Regions from separate parts of the Danio rerio genome. Here region 2 is linked to region 1. A link is a contact called in public HiCAR-type data. All regions are on one chromosome and are shown on one strand. The core of a region is the stretch at or near the end of the contact, and the rest is flanking DNA. Distances in the headings are between cores, read along the strand shown.

The links. HiCAR-type assays count read pairs that join an accessible place to other places.
Region 2: a HiCAR-type map of caudal fin shows a contact between it and region 1, with 5 times the contacts expected there. The contact joins two enhancer-like sites. A contact is called at or near these places in 6 of 18 Hi-C or Micro-C datasets (caudal fin, embryo and an unstated tissue) and 1 of 4 datasets of contacts at active chromatin or transcription factors (caudal fin).

What each region holds. Positions count from the first base shown.
Region 1 is chr13:33,647,816-33,654,419 of GRCz12tu, forward strand. No RefSeq gene overlaps it. Among named protein-coding and RNA genes, the nearest start is that of rps24, 30 kb to the left of the region's middle. Within about 2 kb of position 2,831, at least 10 of the 62 cell types and tissues checked have an H3K27ac peak or open chromatin away from gene starts, as enhancers often do.
Region 2 is chr13:33,933,477-33,940,080 of GRCz12tu, forward strand. All of the region lies in intron 4 of zmiz1a (zinc finger, MIZ-type containing 1a), which reads left to right. Among named protein-coding and RNA genes, the nearest start is that of ppifa, 30 kb to the right of the region's middle. Within about 2 kb of position 3,090, at least 11 of the 62 cell types and tissues checked have an H3K27ac peak or open chromatin away from gene starts, as enhancers often do.

The sequences.
Region 1 (6,604 bases), core at 1,581-4,080:
ATTAATACCCTCTGCCCCACTTTCAATTCCATTTACTTACCCGAGCACAGAATGAGGAATTTTACTATCGATTGCCAGGAGGAGAGGCAGATTCTTGCACTAACGTGTTGATTTTAGTGTTGGAAAATCTCACATTCGCTGGATTAGAGGATGTATTTGGAAAATAGAAGTTCTTATTTGATTGAAAAATTTGGTTTGGTGGAAGAAAGGGGAGTAAGATGTGGTGTGATCTGTTAAGTATGTCTTCACATATGAAATTAAATGTGGCAGACAGAATCTCGTTATGCACATTATTAGTCAGTCCATTGTAATTTTTTTATATACTACACTAGGGTAAGTTATATATTTCCACCGATTAGGTGGTAGGGTTATTATTAAAAAGCAAATGTTTTGAGGAGCTTGACTACTGAAAATTACATTTAAAAGCATAGAAATAAACTAGTATACCCCTTTTGAAGATGAATATTTTTATCCATTTCTCAGTGAATAAAACCAATAATTTCTGGTGCATCTGTATTTATATATGTTACCGGCCCCAATCTTTTGATTAGTAGTGTACATTATATTACTGTTTACATTAATACAGTACTTTGTGGTTATTTTGAACTCTTATTGGGTTATTTAACTCAATCAGTTGGCTAAAATATTTGGTGCTTTGTTGGGTTATTTACTTACTAACCCCACCAGTTGGCTTAAAAGTTTTGAAATTCAACAGTCAACTGATATAACTGACACAGAACAGCTATATTATTATGTGTACGTAATGTTTCCATCCACCTATTTTTATGCGAATTTGGATATGCGCAGCAACACAGTGGTGCAGTAGGTTGTGCTGTGCCCTCACACCAAGAAGGTCGCTGGTTCGAACCTCAGCTGGGTCAGTTGGTGTTTCTGTGTGGAGTTTGCAGGTTTCCTCCGCGTGCTCCGGTTTCCCTCACAGTCCAAAGACATGCGGTACAGCTGAATTGGGTAGGCTAAATTGTCTGTAGTGTTAGAGTGTGAATGAGTGTGTGTGGATGTTTCCCAGAGATGGGTTGCGGCTGGAAGGGCATCCGCTGCGTAAAACACGTGCTGGATAAGTTGCCGGTTGATTCTGCTGTGGAGACGCCCGATTAATAAAGGGACTAAGCCGAAAAGAAAATGAATATATATGTGCATAAAAAAAGTTGATAGATAAGTCATGGTGACCATAAGCTTTGAAACCAGGCATAAAAATGTGCATAACTGAGTAGGATAAACTTTTTATTTGGTAACGAATGATGCACATAAACTACAATGGAAACACTTGTACAGAACTAATTCCAGTATGTTCATTAAAAAAAGTCATGTGATTTTGTTATAAGAAATCACGTGATGATAAAAATGTGTGTAAATAGACAGATCAGCAGGCTGAGCATATTGTAAAACATCTGAAATGTTGTTTTGGTCATTCTAAAACGCATTACCATCTCAGTATTAGTGTTATTATGTTATTAATTGCCTCCAGAATCAAGAGCATCTGTGCTCCGTGTCTCACGCCTTGACTGCGTGTCGCCATTTGTCTTCTAAGGTGCAAGTAATTTATTAAATAAAGAAAAGATTTACTCAGCTTCTCCTGCCGCAGCAAACTCTGTTTTTACTTTTGATATTTGGTGCCATTTAATCAGGAAGTGAAGGTTCTGTTCTCTTTGACTAGTTGGATGGAAACGCAGCTTTATTCTTTGTCTTTTATGCGATATTTCTGTTTTACACACACATTTTATTAGCATCTTTGGATAGAAACATAGCCATATAAACTAAACATTTATACCTTAATAACTAAAAATTATTATTATTATTATTATTATTATTATTTTATTTTAAAAATATTACCTGATTTCACTTTAATATTATTTGTTATTTTAAATAATGCATTATTTTATGCTATTATTTTAAAAGATTCACAATCTTGATTGCAATTTACAACCCATTATTTTAGAAATTGATGTTTCAAATCAACAACTGAAAACACATTTCTATAACTTTTTGGAAATACCATCTTCAGTTTGGTTTGACTGCAGTTTCCAGGTAAATCGAATGCTACAACTAATACACCAACAATGTTTGTTCTTTTTCACACTAATGATAGTAACACGGAAATAATATTTTTGTGTGATTCTTTCTACCATACCAAATAGATACAACAAAATAAATAGCCAGTGTCTATGATTTGAGATTGAATATGTTTGCCTCCCTTATCTATCTTCATACGTTCAACTTTTTCAGCGTGGTCAGTTTGCTCAGTACTTCACCTTGTATGTTGTACTTGGGATGCAGAATGCTCTGGTTTGAATGAAGCACAGTTTCACAAAAGAGATAAAAGCAATGTAAAATAAAGTTTAAGCCACATGATCGCAGTGTACTCACGGAGTTTGCCTGAAATGTATTTTGAAAATACTATTGAGGTTAATGTCAGTGATTCGCTGGTATAGGCAATCTGTACGACAAACTCCTCCTTCTCATTGACATGCACAAGAAGGATTTGTATTTGAAACGCATAACAATATTTCAGATTTGCAAACAGTGCCCTCTACTGCATTTGTTATCTGAAACATGCAACAAAATGTAGCCAGTGAGAAAATAGAGCAATATATTATACCAATTGCAAAAAAAATGTAGGCTGAGGCACGTATTTCCAGTGAGCAGGGGGTGTGTAGTTGTTACAGAACAGAAAATACAACCCTTGTGAAAACTCCTCATGTGACGAGTAAGCCCAGTCTCCCCTGTGTGTTTGCTGGTCGTCATCAGAACAGAGCGATGCCACTGGTTCAGCATTAGAGGCCAGTGATGCTCATAGCAGACGCAGCTGCTGCTTACAAGCTGGGTGGGGGAAGCAAATCAATAGCCATTGACCTTACGGTTCCTTTTCTGCTGGAGTGACTGACCACAGACAACATAAGCTGTTCTCCATTGCCCCTGTGTTTAATACAGCCACTCTTCGCTCGTAAATATTTCACAACCAGAAATCATCGTTCATGAATTTCAACAATGCTTTATAGGGACTTGTTTTAATCTAATTAAGTGTACACTAGTGTAAGTGTATGTAAATGTAATCATGAATATAAAATATTATTACATATTTAAACAATTAAACAGTTTTCATGTGATTAAAAAGCTGTTTTTACAGAATTATTACTTCAGTGTTCAGAAGTCATAATATGCTGATTTGCTGTTCTATTATGTTCAATTACTATTGAAAATCCATCATTAATAGTGATTCTTATATTTATCAATATTGACATTTTTTTCCCTGCTTCAAATTTTTGTGGAAATTGATACGTTTATCTTTTTAAGATTCTCTGATGAAAAGAGTTTAAAATAGCAGCATTTATTTGAACTAAAAACGTTATCTTGCAGTATAAATGCCTTTACTTTCAATTTCAGTGGCATGTTTAAATGGTGCTGCATCAGTTTTTACACTACCTGACAAAAGTCTTGTCGCCTATCCAATTTTTAGGAACAACAAATAATAACTTGACTTCATAACTTCATTTAATATCAAAAATGGCTTTGTTTTAGTTTTACCAAAATAAAATATGATCATGCCTTAATTTTTAACTATTTAATTAGGACAGTAAGGTCTGACTTTGCTGAGGCAAAAGTCTTGTCACTTAACAGAAATAATGTACAGTATAGAATATAAAGTCATGGTGCAGTGGAAAAAGAATTAATATTGTGAATGACTCCCATAAGCTTGTATGACTTCATCAATACATCTCTACAATGTCTTAAATAATTTTATAAGTCTAATAAAGTCATCTGAATGGCAAAGAGATTGTTATTGCAGGACTCCCAGAGTTCATCAAGATTCTTAGGATTCATCTTCAATGCCTCCTCCTTCATCTTACTCCAGAAATGCTCAATAATGTTCATGTCTGGTGACTGGGCTGGTCAAGCTGTTGATGTTGCCATCCTCTTTGCAGTTCTCTGTCACAGCCTCATACTGAATTTAACCCCAAACCATGATTTTTCCTTCACCAAACTTGACTGACTTGGGTCCATGCGGGTTCCAATAGGTCTTCTGCAGTATTTATGATAATAGGAGGCAGTTCAACAGATGATTCGTCTGTAAGATCTGCCTTCTGCCACTTTTCTAAATGATCATCTAGAAATCAAGTTATTACTTGTTGCTCTTACAAGGGTTTTGTCTGATAGTGTACGTTATAAAGCAGCTTTAAGTCACAGGAATAAATAATACAATTAATAACATTTATGAACAAAACAGTTATTTTAAATTGTAATTATATTTAAAAACATTTTTTAAATCATACATATCGCAAACTTTTGACCGGTAAAGTATATTAAATGGTAAAGAGCAAAGTTTAAATATGCATGAGATATGGAGATAGATAGATGGTAGGTCAAAAGTTGTGTCTACTTACTTACCATTCAATTATTTATGCTGAAATGTTAAAATGCATCACTGCCCATATTTACCTGCTCTTGGATCTGACAGCGTCAGTGAACACTGTCCACCCAGCCCGGGACTTGAGCATCGGCTGTAGATGAAACGCTTTGGGGATTTGAACCGCAGACCCTAGTCTCATAACTCTCTGCCATAAGCATTGCAATATTCAACATTTATGAGGGTCTGATTTATGAGCTGGCAAGCACACGGGTCACTCTTGTTTCTTCAAAAGCATCTGAAGAGTGTGGCATCTTCATGATGTGAGTCTATAGAGACCTCACAGAAAGCACAACACTAGATTTTTCTCTATTTCATGTTTGAATCTGTGATGCTTACTTCGAGATAGTCATCCCAAAATAAACCATGAGTTTACAAACACAGATGACTTTCTGGAACACTACAGATGAATTTCTGTGCCACTTTTGTCCATAAAATGAAAGTGAACTTGAATTTAAGCTACAAAAAAGTTGGTATCTATATTAGATCTACCTTTTACTTTTTCTATAGCTGTTTGAGCAAGAATACGATCTGCAAAGTTATGAAACAAAATCGTCAATTTCAAAGGACGTTATTCCCTATAGGAGCATTTACTCTTTTTGAACTCTGCTAATTGTTGCCCTGATTTTTTTCAGAATTGCTACATCCCTAATTTAAACAATTTCCACCTAAGGCAGGCTAAGTGGTGAGGCCCAGTTGAATTGTAGTTTTGGCTGCCACTGTTTCACATATCTAACATACTAATACGCATCAAATTTCTCATACCCAGCTTTTACCCGTTTCTTATACCCATTTACATTTACTGATTTTACCATTATTGTGTTGTTGTTTTTGGGTTTCGATATTTGATGTGAAAGAGAAATTAGTTTAATGTTCAAAGCATTTAAAGTTGTTGTTTTCCGCAAAGCTGAATTTTCAGCTGTGGTACATATTTCAGCAAAAAATATTCTAATATGCTGATTTTGTATTAATTTTAATGTAGAATTTTGTTCAGTTTTTTAGAGGAATAGAAAGGGAAAATCAAACCTGTTTATATAGTAGTAGTAATAATAATAATTTTACTAATGTATTTGCAGCCACATTTTGTCAGTTAGAGCTTTCTGTACCAAGTAGTAACTGTTGTAATTTTATTAAAAGGAAAAAAAGAGAATTTATTTTGCCTTTATTACAATATTTATTATGGTAGCTGGACGAGAAGAAAGTTGGAAAAAAAAAAAGCGGTGGAGGAGAGGGTGGGACTCGAATGCTCAGTGCAATGTCGCCATATGTTTGTGCACTGCACACATGGCTATCTATCCTGACAGTAATAGTTTGAATTCATTTTTGGTTTTAAATTTATTAAGTTTTGTACAATATTTCTTTGATGTTAGTTATTTGTTTTCAAAATGTTTTATTAATTTTATATTTAATTATTTTAATTACAATAATTTAATAAATAGCTAACTTTCTTATAATTTTAGTTTTGATAATATACATTTTTAGATGAATTATTCTTTTAACTGGACCCTTTAAAAGAGACCTATTGTGCAAAATCACTTTTATAAAGGGTTTAAACACTGTTGTAACAATCTGTAGATATGACCAGCTTATAGAGGTTTTATAAAAATTATTACCTTTGTTTTATAATCACACTTCATAAAAACAGTCTGCAGAAACACTTTAACTTACATTTTCCTTTCTCTGATGTCATCAGAGGAAGAAAGTAACACAGCCTGACAAAAGTCTTATCGTCGATCCCAGTTGTAAGAGCAACAAATAACTTGACTTCTAGTTGATTATTTGGAAAAGTGGCAGAAGGTAGATTTTTCTGATGAATCATCTGTTGAATTGCATCCCAATCATCAAAAATATTGCAGAAGACCTATTAAAACCCACATGGACCCAAGATTCTCACAGAAATCAGTCAAGTTTGGTGAAGGAAAAGTAATGGTTTGAGTGTTACATTCAGTATGGAGGCATTCGAGAGATCTGCAGAGTGGAGGGCAACATCAGCAGCCTGAGGTGTCAAGACATTTGTGCTGCTCATTACATTACAAACCACAGGAGAGGGTAAATTCTTCAGCAGGATAGCGCTTCTTCTCAAACTTCAGCCTCCACATCAAAGTTACTGCAAGCAAAGAAGGTCAATGTGCTCAAGGATTGGCCAGCCCACTCACCGGACATGAACATTACTGGGGTAAG
Region 2 (6,604 bases), core at 1,840-4,339, 290 kb after region 1:
ATTTGTTTCTGTATGTATTATGTCTTATATTATTTGTTGTTTCAAAGTACAACAAATTTCAATTGAAGTCAGTTTTTTGAACAGTAGAGTTAGATTTACAACATCAAAAGTTGATAGTACAGAGCTCAAGGTCTCATAATGCAGTTAAAGAAATGTAAAACACCTGCGAATCACAAGATCCAAGCAACTGCTAATTAAAAGTTATTTTTAACAGTGTGTATACGCCCTTACTGCCTTCAGTTTTTCTTGTCTCTCTTCGTGTAGTCATCACAAGAGTGCAGTTTTCTGGTTTGCGTGTGGTGGTTTTACACAAATCTGTCTATGAAGACTGTTGGGAAGTTCTTCAATCTGTTAATGCAAATCTTTCTCAGTGAGTGTAATCAGCTTAAAGTATTTAAGATGAATGAATTGAGGAAGAATCTATATTAAAAAAATAGGCTAAGAGACCTCGTATTTTTAAATAAAAAGATTATCTGCATCTTCAAATGGAATTCGTAGCTATATTCCATTATGTCTGTTTTTATTTCATTACACAGACTAAAGTGATGCATTAATGAATTTGTTATTCTAGTTTTCAGCTCTGTTACCCAAAGGCAGTATTTGCTGTTGGGTTTTATTGCTTTTTCAGAGGTCAGGTAGGGGATGTGATGGTCTCAGTGAGGTGAGGATGAAGGCCACACACAGTATGGTCATGTGGACAGCAAGCGTGTGTATTTTCACCGAGTGGTCCAAAAAGGTCATTCAGCATTTCTGCCAATTCACTGTGGCATCAGTCTGAGACTTTCACAGATTGAGAGAGAGCGAGTGAGTGAGAAAAAACATCTCTAGGGATGTTTGAAATATGGCTTGTGTGATGAAATCCAGCCACATTTATGTTCTAGGCATCCTCATGAGGTTTAAAATCTAAAGTCTTTGAGGACTGCGCTAGTCAAATACCCAATGCATTCTGTGAATGAGAAGGACATAAGATTGAGTAATTATTTTATTGAGGCTTGGCCTTTGGCAAGAAATCCGATCAGTTCTATTTTAAACCATAATGAACCGTACCTACACTACCTGACATAGGTATTGTCGTCAATCTGAGTTTTAAGAGCAACAAATAAAAACTTGACTGGTTGGTCATTGGAAAAGTGGCAGAAAGTGGATTTTTCCCGTGAATAATCTGTTGAACTGCACCTCAATCATCACAAATACTGCAGAAGACCTATAGGAACCCACATAGACCCAAGATTCTCATAGAAATCAGTCAAGTTTGGTGAAGAAAAAAATCATGGTTTGGGGTTACATTCAGTATGGGGGTGTGTGAGAGATGGATGGCTACATTAACAGCCTCTGAGGTACCAAGACGTTTGTGTTGCCCATTAGATGACAAATCACAGGAGAGGGTAAATTCTTCAGCAGGATAGTGCTCCTTCTCATACTTCAGCCTCCACATCAAAGTTCCTGAAAGCAAAGACGTTCAAGGTGCTCCTGGAATGGTCAGCCCAGTCACCAGATATGAACTGTATTGAGCATATCTGGGGTAAGAGGGAGGGGGAGGCATTGAAGATGAATCCAAAGAATCTTAGTGAACTCTGGGAGTCCTTCAAGAATGCTTTCTTTGTAATTCCAGATGACTTATTAATCTTAAGTTATGTGAGTCATAGCAGAGATGTAGGGATGCAGTCCTCCAAGCTCATGGGAGTCATGCACAATATTAATTATTTTTCCACTGCACCATGACTTTATATGCTATACTGTACATTATTTCTGTTAAGTGATTACTTTTGTCTCAGCAAAGCCTGACCTTAGTGTCCTAATTAAACCATAAAAAATCAAGACATGATCATATTTTATTTTGGTAAAATAAGCAGAATCTAGAGACCTTTTCCCTCAATATAAGTCACTACTGATTGCAAATGATCAACTAGGATCAAGTTGTTTTTTTGTTTTTCATAAAACTTTTATAGGCGACAAGACTTTTGTCAGGTGGTGTAGTGTTTTAAAGCACAAAATAAGAAATATGTACGTCTGGTATATGGTTAGGTTACTTATTATTAATTGATTGCATGCACTTACTTTATGGTTAGGGTTAGTTACATGTAATTATGCATAATTCATTGCAATTTTGTGTAACATCTTCACCCTAAATTGAAGTGTTAACTGCCTATATTCCATTCAGGACTAAAAGTCCATGAGAAATCAGATTATTAGAATGTTTATTTTACTATTGCACAGTTTTATGCAATCAATCTGTTAATTAGTAATAAATCTGTTTTGGTATTTGCTAATTTGCTCTGTTTTGGTAATCATTAATCAAAGTCTGACCATTTGCTTCTGCGTTTGGAGTGTACTTCTACAAAAAAAAAAAAAAAAAAAAAGAATACTTTTCTGTTGGTTTACACTATATTCTTAACCACCCAGTCCACTATTTCAGTTGACAATACATCAGTACACTGAAATAAAAGTTGCAGCAATTTCTGGTTCTTGCAGACTTTATGATTATTAAAAAACTGAATATGAAAAAACATATTGGAACATATTAGCTTAGCAACATGCTAACATCAAAAAGGTAGAAAGCCTCTTATACAGAGTGCTGTTTGTGTAGTAGAAGTGATGCCTATGGAGTGTGCCCAGCTATGCCACTTAATTGAAATTCTGTTTCAGTCAGAATGCTGCCTATGTAAGTAAGTTGGCCAGCATGGCAGCTCACTAGGATTTTGGAACAGACTGTTCCATTATACAGGGACGTTTATGCTTGATTCTGTCCATCTTGGCGCCACTCCATTGTCCTGTCCACCATTTACTGGCATCCACTTTTTATTAGCAACATCATAATCAAAAAGCTCATAATAAGGCGTTGAAGCCAGTAAAACTGAGATGTTTGGCAGAAATGGGGTGCTGGCAGTTATGAACCGCCAACCTGAGAAGGATCAGCAGGCAAACATTTTTTGGGCGACTTCAGAGGCGATTTGGGTAACCGTGGGTGACCTGGGTTCCCTACACACTGGATCATTTGGGGATTTACCCTGGTCACTTATTCAAAGCCCACTAAACCTGCTTGGAGAGCTTCTACTCTAGACAAAGAGCAGACAAAAAGGGGGGTCGGTTTGGGCTGGTGGGTTTTGTATAGTGTCTGTCTCTCTGCTCTGTTTTGCCAGAAGTCTGTAGAGCCACAGGCTGTTGTCCCCTCAGATCCTTTCTGCTGCAGTCTGGCACCTTTAGGGATGACACAACATGGCTAATATGAGTCACGCATCTTGCAGTTTTAAGAAATGTGGCTGTCTGAGAGCTTTTTTGTGGCAACATTGTCTTAGAACATTCGTTTGCCATTACAGTTGTTGCTGGTACCATCAAATAATTAATTAGGGGTAATCACATACAAATAAGTGTTTGTGTTTACATAATTTTGTGTGTACTGTGTATATGTAAATACACACATCTATATATAGAGAGAGAGTTAGAGTCATTTGATTTTGAGTATTTACTGAAACCTGATCTCATACTTATATAATACACAAAAAAGAATTAAAAAAGAGTGAAAAAACAGATCAAGGATGTTCCTTAATTTTTATTTCATTCACTTTATTTTAACATTCAACAACTCTATTAACAAACAGAGCTCTTCTGTGAGGTAGCTTGAACAATCGAGTAAAAAATAACATCAATTTTTGGACTTGAGTGCAACAGTAAATATAAAAAATCTAAAATAAAAAAATAGCACCTCAACTTAAAATACCTGGCAAGCAATTCCAAGTTTGCATATCTCACAGTTTGCTATGGTAATGTTGTTGTCATCAACTTTATAACACCTTCAGACCGCAGACATTCTCATGCTCTCCGCTTCAAGCTGCTTCCGTGCTCTACTTTGCCAGCGTTTAACCAATAGTGTCTCTGCAACAAAGGGATGTCAAGCATTGCAGTTTCTGTGTGAAGTCAAGAAAGAGATCAAACTCTGTGACACCGCATAACTATAGATGTGTAAAAAATGTATGAGAATATTAATATTAAAATACGTATATATATTTGAGTTCTGATCAGGAGGTTACATGCGATTTCGATCGAGTCTGAAACCGCCTGATCGGGCCCGATTTTCGATCTTGTGTTCGGATCTGGACATTGTATTGTTTTTATAACCAATATTCCATAGTATTGAATTCAGATTCATTTTATTTGTCCGATTAATTTTTATTTTATCTTGGCGTTGTAGTTTATTTTTTTGTTAGTTTTCACTTTATCAGTTTTCGTTTGTTTGCTTGTTGTGCTTATTTGTTTATTTCAATTAAATTTTTATTTAATTGAATAATTTTTTAAAAAATTCTTATTTATAGTATTTTTTTTATAATTTTAGTCACAATTTGGTGAACTGGTGTCATATAAAATGTTTAACAGCATCATTTTTTTTTAAACAAACAACAAAACAAACATTACATTTCATAATGTACCTAATATTAAATGCCTTTTTCTATTTATGATCCTTTTAGTTTACTTAAGCTGTATAGTCATGACTGCAGATGTGTATTTTCTGTGATTTTTTTAACAATAATATTTAGAGCATTTCTCACCTTTCTCTTCAGAAAACATTCAATTTTTTAGTGTTCAGATAACACAATGTGACACCGTAACCCATTCATTTGTAAACACTGCTAATGTCTTTACTCTCACCCTAAAATTACTTTTTTACACTGTGTTTATCAGCAGATATTAAATCTGCCGTGTTGTGATAATAAACGGCACACAAATAATGCTACTGTAAGCCTTAGACTATTCAAAAGTATGTCTGTTGTAAGCAAACCTCAATTTTAGTGACTTACTTGGGCAATGTCAATACTCGTCTCTTTCTGCTGGGATCACCGCTTGCCACTTTGAGCCAGTCTTGCCACCAAAATGCCCGCTGACATAGACCCAACACACAGCCATGCCACCGAAATGCCCACTGCCACAGAGCCAGCACAGAGCTACAGTAGCCAACTTAACACTCAACACAACCCTTTCTGGAGCAGGTGTCTGGCAGTGCGAGCATAACTAAATGAGGGAAGGGAGAGACAGATGAAAGGAAAACGGAGACAGAGAGAGGCGTTTTAATACAGGGAATGAAAGAGAAATGGGATTAATGCTGATTTACTGGTGAGTAGGGGATGCATTATATCATTTGCTGGAGAAACTTGCTTTATGGTGCTCACAGATGATTTCTAGTAGTGCAGTGGGATTTTTGGTTTGGTGGTAACTAGGCATAGGACGATAACCATTTTCAAGGTATACAACGGTTTGGAAAAGTCAAGGTTTTAAAACCACCAAAATGGTATCTGTAAGATTTTTTTTTATTTACGTTTTTTTTTTTTTTATTATTAATTATTTATTTTTTTAGGACAGCAGTATCGCCAGCAGAAAAGATACTCAAAGATGCCGTTTTAAATTGTATGAAATCACCCCCTTGGACCTGGACATTCCTAACACCTGTCCTTTTTGCTTAAACTTTAGGACCTTTATTATTAGTGTTCTTGGTGGTGTAACACGTCTTGTGTTCCGAACTTCCATCTTATGTTGTGGGCCAACTCAATGTGCACGTTCTATAACAAGCATTGTACTCGAGCCCACTTCTAGTATTTTTGGAATCCAGGCCTCCAAAAAAACGCACACGCATCGCCTCCCTCTTCTTGTTCCAGCAAACCTACTATTCTCAGGTTGTTCTTTCTGTTTCTGTTTTCCATGTTATCAACCTTGTCCATCAACTTTCAACTTGTGATTCAACGGAATTTGTAGGAGCATTAAGTTGAGCGATTTTATCTCCCACTCCAGAAATGCGTTCCTCTGCCTCCTGTGTGCATTCTTTTATCTTTTTGATTGCTGACATAACATCTTAAATTTTATTTACAACTCTTTAGTCCATTTTATTAATGGCTTGTAATGGGTTCGTCTGGGGTTATTTTCAGGGGTTCGCTATCATAATGCTCCTCTGTCTCTTTTACTTTGTCTGTGTTATCAGAATCCTGCGACATTTCTTGAGCCTCGTTATAGCTCACTTTTCTTGTGTTCAGTTCTTCTTTTGTGGTGCCATTTCAATTGTCTTTACATGTTTAATAACCTAGAATGTATTAAATATTTAAGCGAGTTTAAAGGATTTATATTCAAAATTATAGGAGGGTTATTAACTAGCGTCTTCTCACTACCACTCCATAACCAAAAGTCCCATTTTAAATGGTAAATAAAGTTTTATGACACTAATGCAGACAACAGAAGTCAATGATTCATTTAAATTATGAAGATTGACATGTTTACTGTTCCAAAATATTATAAATGTGGGAAAAAACGTTGTTTTACCGTGAATATTTTTATACAAGGTTTTCATACCTTCAAAATCTCATATCAGCCCATTCCTAGTGGTAACATGACTGTGGTGCAAAAAATGAACATTTGAAAAATTATAAATTATTATTCTTTAAAATATTCATAAAAATGTGTGATTATGAACATTATTGAACATTATGAACATTTTTTATATAGTGTGTATAAAAATCATTTGTCTTGATTTTTATGAATTGACAGTGTACATTTCAGAAATGTATACAAAAAAAGTATTTAAAACTTAAATATGCTCTATAAACTAGAATTTCTCCATTTTTTT